2 separate regions of the Mus musculus genome follow, and region 2 is linked to region 1. Evidence: chromatin contacts called from public Hi-C data. All regions are on one chromosome and are shown on one strand. The core of a region is the stretch at or near the end of the contact, and the rest is flanking DNA. Distances in the headings are between cores, read along the strand shown.

Region 1 (2,875 bases), core at 256-2,755:
CGGGCCGGCGAGATGCTGTACCTGCCAGCTCTGTGGTTCCACCATGTCCAGCAGTCCCACGGCTGTATTGCTGGTAAGTAGCACCTGGAGCATCCAGGGGGTCAGGCCTTGTCATGGCCCAACAAGGGATCGGGTTGGGGTGGCTCTGGCTTAAATCTCACATCCGGGTCCCCCTCCTCTCCACAGTGAATTTCTGGTATGACATGGAGTATGACCTCAAGTACAGTTACTTTCAACTGATGGACACCCTCACCAGGGCCACAGGCCTTGACTGAAGAGACCCTCAGACACTGCAAAGGACAGCGGGGATCGACGGGGTCATTTGATTCTGGAGGCAGCCTAGAGTTCGAATATGTCCTGGCTGCTGCCCAGGTTCCCGCCTGTGTTGGGATCAGGCATTGCAGGAACTTGGAATTTAGTTGGAGGTCCAAGAAATGCCAGACAGGTCTGGGTGAACGTGCCCAGGAAATTGCCACACAGGTGACAAGGAAGCACGGATCAGGTACAGCAGTGCCTCTCACCAGTGCTATGACCTTGGGTGAGTCACTGCATGTTAGCATCAGTCCCTTGTCTGTAAAGTGGAGATAATAATGGCTCTGGCTCCCAGAGCTTTGGGAATAGGCATGGGCCAATGTAGAGGAAGCGGTCAATAAAAGGTGACACTTGATACACTTGTTCTCATGTTCCCCGTCACAGTTGCCTTTGGTGGCCTGCTGAGGGCTTGAAGGTTCAGGATGACCCTAACTGGGAGGCCTAAGCCAGATCCACATCTGGGGCTTTTCTTCCCCCTGATCCAGGGAAGCTGGGTGTGGAGCGCCGAGGGTGACCCCTGTTCTATAAATGTAAACAGGAAGGGACAGGAACTGTGTTCCTCCTGAGCTGTTCTCTGAGGAAAGAGTTGATCTCCACCCCTAGACTCCTTTGTCACCCTGCTGAAGAGCAGGGAGAGCCCCTACCCCTGCATGCCAACCCATAGGTCTCATCCCTAGCCGCCCAGCTCCAGGTGGAGGCAGCCTAGCGTGGCTTTGAAGGGCTGTTTTATGTGAAGACCACACCCCTTCAAAATTGTGATGGGGCCTGAGGTACTCTTCTGAGATTGCCCAGGGCTCCCGTTCAGACTGGGTATTCCTGTCGTACTGGCACTGGGAAGGAGATTGCGAAAGGACCCACCGACAACGTGATCCTTAGCCCCCAGCGTTCACTGCTATTTTAGGGGACCACTGTCTGCTGTCCTGTTCAACCTCTAACAGCAAGAGGAGAACCCCCTCCTCTCAGTTAGGGCTGGTTGGCTAGCCTAGCTATCAGCAACTGCAGAGAATGGACTTCAGGGAGCCTGTGGCCAACTCCAGGAGGTATCACTGACTCCAGCATTAGCTTAAGGTGTCTCACTTCCTGGGCAGGTGGCTGGGTCAGCAGTGGGCGTGGGGCTTGGGTGGAGCAGAAGAGTCTGTGGGAGGGATCCAAGAGGAATGTGTGGCCAGTTGGCTTACCTTGGCTCTGGGTTTAAAGCTGACAGTTGTTGGTTCTGTGGCCACTACGCCATCATTCCTGTTCCTGTGGACTTGGTCTCATGGCTCTGGTAAGGCTCCATAGAGCACTGGGCTCCCATTTCTGACTTGGCTCCCCATCCAGGGCCTGGTGGCTACTGTTTCTAAAGGGAGCTGTGGACTTCTCTTAGCAAAGGGAGGGATACGTCCCAGCTTCAGGACCAGGCAATAGAAGCCAGAACTGAGATGAAGGTCTGTCCTGGGAATAGGTTCCAGGCAGAATTCCGTAGATTTGAACCCTTAGAACTCTGAGGATCTTACCTGCTGTTCTGGGAGCCCTAGAAAGCTGCTCCATGCTTCTGACTTGGATGCTTGGTATGTGGGGAGCCCCAGGGGTGCCTCAGAGATGAACTTCCTCACCTCTGCCCCTGACTATGTGGAGCTCCCTGTACCTGACCACTGGCACCTCTCCAGAGATCTGGCTGAAGACCAAAAGGAAGGGCCAGGTGGCACAGGCGTCCTCCACCCTGGCACACTGCCAAGTGTCCATAGCTCCAGAAGCAGAGGGAGTTGGGAGGAGCTCTCGAGACCCCCATCGGGTCTGGAGGATGCCAGTGTGTGGGCGATCTGGACTGGTAGCTGCCGTCCCAACCCTGCAGCATACATTTCCAGGATGGGGTAGATGGCATGGGTTTCAGCTCACTCACAGTGCCTAAGCCCCAATGTATTCATTCCTGTCCCTTGAAGGCTAATCTGACATCTCAGATCAGCCCTAAAGCCTCTTAGTAGGAGTGGGGTGGGATGGTGAGGCAGGGGGATAAAAAGACAAAGGATACCATACCCAGAAATGGTGGGTGACACTAACTAGCTTGCCTGTGTTCTGAGCCAAACAGAACCTAGGAGAGTGGCCTCAGTTTCCTCCCAGGGCTGGCCATTGTCATAGCTCCCTTCATAGGATATGTGACAAATAAGTAAATGTATGGAGCTGGCACGGTGTTATATAATTATGGGAAGGTGTCATGTAGATGTATCTTGTGTCACTCTGGCATTCTGATGGCTACAGGTGGACCTGGTCCTTTTGGTAGAGAATTAAGCCTTAAGAGTTTGTCCCTGTCCCCTCTCCTGTGGCCCTGTCATATTTGACCCCGTCTACCTATAGCAAACCTGCCCAGTCTACATGCAGGCAAAGGTGCCAGAGACATGCCTGCTCACTGTACGCGTCCTCCGGGCCAGTGGCTTGCCTTCCAAGGACCTAGGTAAGCACACTGCTTTCCTGTCCCTTAGCTAAGCAGGCAGTAGGTGGGCTGCTTCAGAGTAGTTAAGTACCAGTGGGAGGGTCTCCAGGGAAGGCCGGGCTGGTCTTGCAGATGGCTGCCGGAGGGACAATC
Region 2 (2,932 bases), core at 177-2,676, 240 kb after region 1:
GGACGATTAAAACATGGGCTGGGGATGTAGCTACTGAGCTCTTGCTAATATGTGGAAGAACTTGAAAGAAAGAGATAAAGAGAGAAAGGGAGAAAGGGGGAAAGGGGGAAAGGGGGAAAGGGGGAAAGGGGAGGGGAGGGGAGGAGAGGGGAGGGGAGGGAAGGGAAGGGAAGGGAAGGGAAGGGAAGGGAAGGGAAGGGAAGGGAAGGGAAGGGAAGAGAAGGGAAGGGAAAAGGGAAAAGGGAAGGAAAGGGAAAAGGGAAGGGAAGGGAAGGGAAAAGGGAAAAAGGAAGGGAAAAGGGAAGGGGAAGGGAAAAGGGAAAAGGGAAGGGAAGAGGGAAGGGAAGAGAAAAGGGAAGAGAAAAGGGAAGAGAAAAGGGAAGAGAAAAGGGAAGAGAAAAGGGAAGAGAAAAGGGAAGAGAAAAGGGAAGAGAAAAGGGAAGAGAAAAGGGAAGAGAAAAGGGAAGAGAAAAGGGAAGAGAAAAGGGAAGAGAAAAGGGAAGAGAAAAGGGAAGAGAAAAGGGAAGAGAAAAGGGAAGAGAAAAGGGAAGAGAAAAGGGAAGAGAAAAGGGAAGAGAAAAGGGAAGAGAAAAGGGAAGAGAAAAGGGAAGAGAAAAGGGAAGAGAAAAGGGAAGAGAAAAGGGAAGAGAAAAGGGAAGAGAAAAGGGAAGAGAAAAGGGAAGAGAAAAGGGAAAGGGAAGGGAAGGGAAGGGAAGGGAAAAGATGTGGGATCCGGGAGGACAACTGAGCAGTAAAAGTACTGGCTGCTTTTCCCGAGGACCTGGGTCTCACTCCCAGCCCCCACATGGTAGCTCACAACCATCTTTAGCTTCAGTTGCAGGGGTTCTGATACCCCTTTCTGGCCTCTTTGGGCCCCAGGGCATGCAAGTGGTGCACAGACACACATGCAGACAAAACACCCATATTTCAAAAAGAAAGAAAAAGAAAGAAAAGAAGAAAAAGTAGAGCCTTAATCCACGTGTGATAGTGCACTAATCCCAGCACTCAAGAAACTGAGGTTGAGGCCACATGTCGACTGGGGCTGTCCAGAAAGACCTTATATCAAAACAATCAAAAGAGAGTAAGTCTGGAAGGGTCAGAATTATGATCTCAACTAGAAAACTGGGGGGTAACGCACAAAGGCAGGCAATAGATTCCCCCACCCAAAGTAGACAAAAAAATCTGCCAAGCTGGTGGAAAGGGGGATGGGAAGGGATGCGAGGAGGGCTGAGATCGGGAAGTCAGTTGAGGAAAGGCTTAGTCCCTGAAAAGGGGTCCCAGGCCACACCGGGCACAAAACAGAGGGTCACTATAAAGTTCCAGGATAGCGACAAGTCCTTGAAACCCGAGAGCTTCACAAAGGTGTGAGCATCAGTGCCCAAGGCCAGGGAGGCGTGGCCAAAGAGCCCAGAGCCCAGCCCAAAGCCTTTCCTGGAGCTGTTCTGCCCACCAGGGAACCAGAAGGGAAGATGGCCTCACCAGGGGCTGAGTGATCCCTGAAGGAGTCATTGACCAGCGGGAAGTGCAGCACAACGGGTGCTTCCGGGCAGGTGGGGTCTGAGAAGAGGTAACATTCCTGGGGCTGGCTGTGGTCCTCTGGGCTGGGCTCCACACGGGGGAAGGGCAGGCCCCGAGCTCTGCTGTATTTCTCAGATTGCTGCAGCCCCTAGGGGGAGCAGAGAGCGGCCCAGAAGGAGCTGTGTTATCTCAGATTCACTGTAGGTACGTTCCAGTTCCCACTTGCTCCCTCAGCGTCAAGACAACAGCCTGGCCTTGCGCTGGCCCAAACTAAGGCCTCCAAGGGAATCCAAGGATCCCAGTAGTTAGAAATTATAGGTGGGAATGAAGATCCAGCAGCCTCCCCCACCCCCCTACTGTTATTACAGCATCAGTTGAATCTTAGCCCTGAAGAGCTCCAGTAGTGGACCTACATGTGATGCTGGCTGGCACTGCTGCCACCCAGACTTCCTAGGGAAAGTTGGGAGTTGGCCGTGGCAGTGCTTGGGGTCCCTTGCCAGCTCTGTTGTTGTATCCCAGAAATTCCCATTCACCTGTCTTGGGATCTCAGAGCTCAACCACCATCGCCGCCCTTCCCAATGGAGGACCCAGAAATACCCTATGGGTTACAGCTCCCTCCCTTAGTCATGGGAAGTGTGAGGCAGAGACCCTGCTGCTCATCCGTGGAGATGAACCTGGCCCCGCAGAGGGGTTCCCGCAGAGTGACTAGGCACCTTAAAGGGAAGGGATTGGTTGTAATTGAAGGAGATTATGAGGTCCACTTGGCGACCTGGGCGGAACAGGGAGGGACAGCTGCTGTTCATGAAGCAGCCAGCATCAATTAGGCAGAGCTGAGGGTCCTGTGGGGTCAGCTGATTCGGGGTGTCATCTAGGTTGCAATCTGATAGACAAGGCAATGCTGGTTAGAAGCAGTCACCCTTCCATAGGTAACGGCAACTCTCCTCTGATCCCATTCCCCTCCATGTCGCCTTATGTCTGATGTCACTCTTTGAATTCAGACCTTCCCCTAAACCCACAATGGGATCTCCAGACCACACCCCAGAAGAACATACATATGACCTCCTCACAAACCACTGCCAGCTATCAGCCACAACACAACCCCAACCAGGAGTCCGGTTGTGGGGACACATGGCCATGGTCCTTACCCGCCCAGGTGGAGAAGTGTCTCTGGTTACAGTAGTCCCGGTGCAGCTGGAGGCCATGGAGGAAGTTGGCGCTACGCTGGTGGAATGGCCTGCCAGTCAGAAAGCCCTTAAGTGCCTGGGCCAGAGCTGTTCCAGACTCCAGCCATGGGGCCTCCACACCAGAGGAGGTTCCTGCTGAGCCTGAGAACTCCTTCTCTGCATCAAGAGTAACAGACATTGCTTGTATGAGAAGCCCAAAAATACCTGTTCATGACCTCTCCCACCAGCCT

The links. Hi-C and Micro-C count contacts between places; a contact is called where the count stands out from the background.
Region 2: a Hi-C map of nephron progenitors shows a contact between it and region 1, with 2.7 times the contacts expected there. The contact joins the enhancer-like site here to the promoter of Pla2g4b in region 1. A contact is called at or near these places in 1 of 39 promoter capture datasets (hippocampal neurons), 2 of 484 Hi-C or Micro-C datasets (colorectal tumor organoids and nephron progenitors), 1 of 115 datasets of contacts at active chromatin or transcription factors (bone marrow-derived macrophages) and 3 of 9 other capture datasets (adipose tissue, liver and macrophages).

What each region holds. Positions count from the first base shown.
Region 1 is chr2:120,031,928-120,034,802 of GRCm38.p6, forward strand. Pla2g4b (phospholipase A2, group IVB (cytosolic)) reads left to right here and starts at 1,506. Exons shown (of 20, transcript NM_145378.4): 1 at 1,506-1,579; 2 at 2,647-2,743. The coding sequence starts at 1,571. Jmjd7 (jumonji domain containing 7) reads left to right here. Exons shown (of 8, transcript NM_001114637.1): 7 at 1-73; 8 at 187-677. The coding sequence ends at 275. Gm28042 (predicted gene, 28042) reads left to right here. Exons shown (of 27, transcript NR_104353.1): 7 at 1-73; 8 at 187-538; 9 at 2,647-2,743.
Region 2 is chr2:120,267,290-120,270,221 of GRCm38.p6, forward strand. Pla2g4d (phospholipase A2, group IVD) reads right to left here. Exons shown (of 20, transcript NM_001024137.1): 17 at 2,664-2,858; 18 at 2,232-2,398; 19 at 1,480-1,666. The region is part of intron 1 of Gm52560 (a long non-coding RNA gene); the gene reads left to right. Among named protein-coding and RNA genes, the nearest start is that of Gm52560, 7.5 kb to the left of the region's middle. Within about 2 kb of position 1,427, at least 18 of the 459 cell types and tissues checked have an H3K27ac peak or open chromatin away from gene starts, as enhancers often do. A contact at or near this core is called in nephron progenitors, where this site is marked.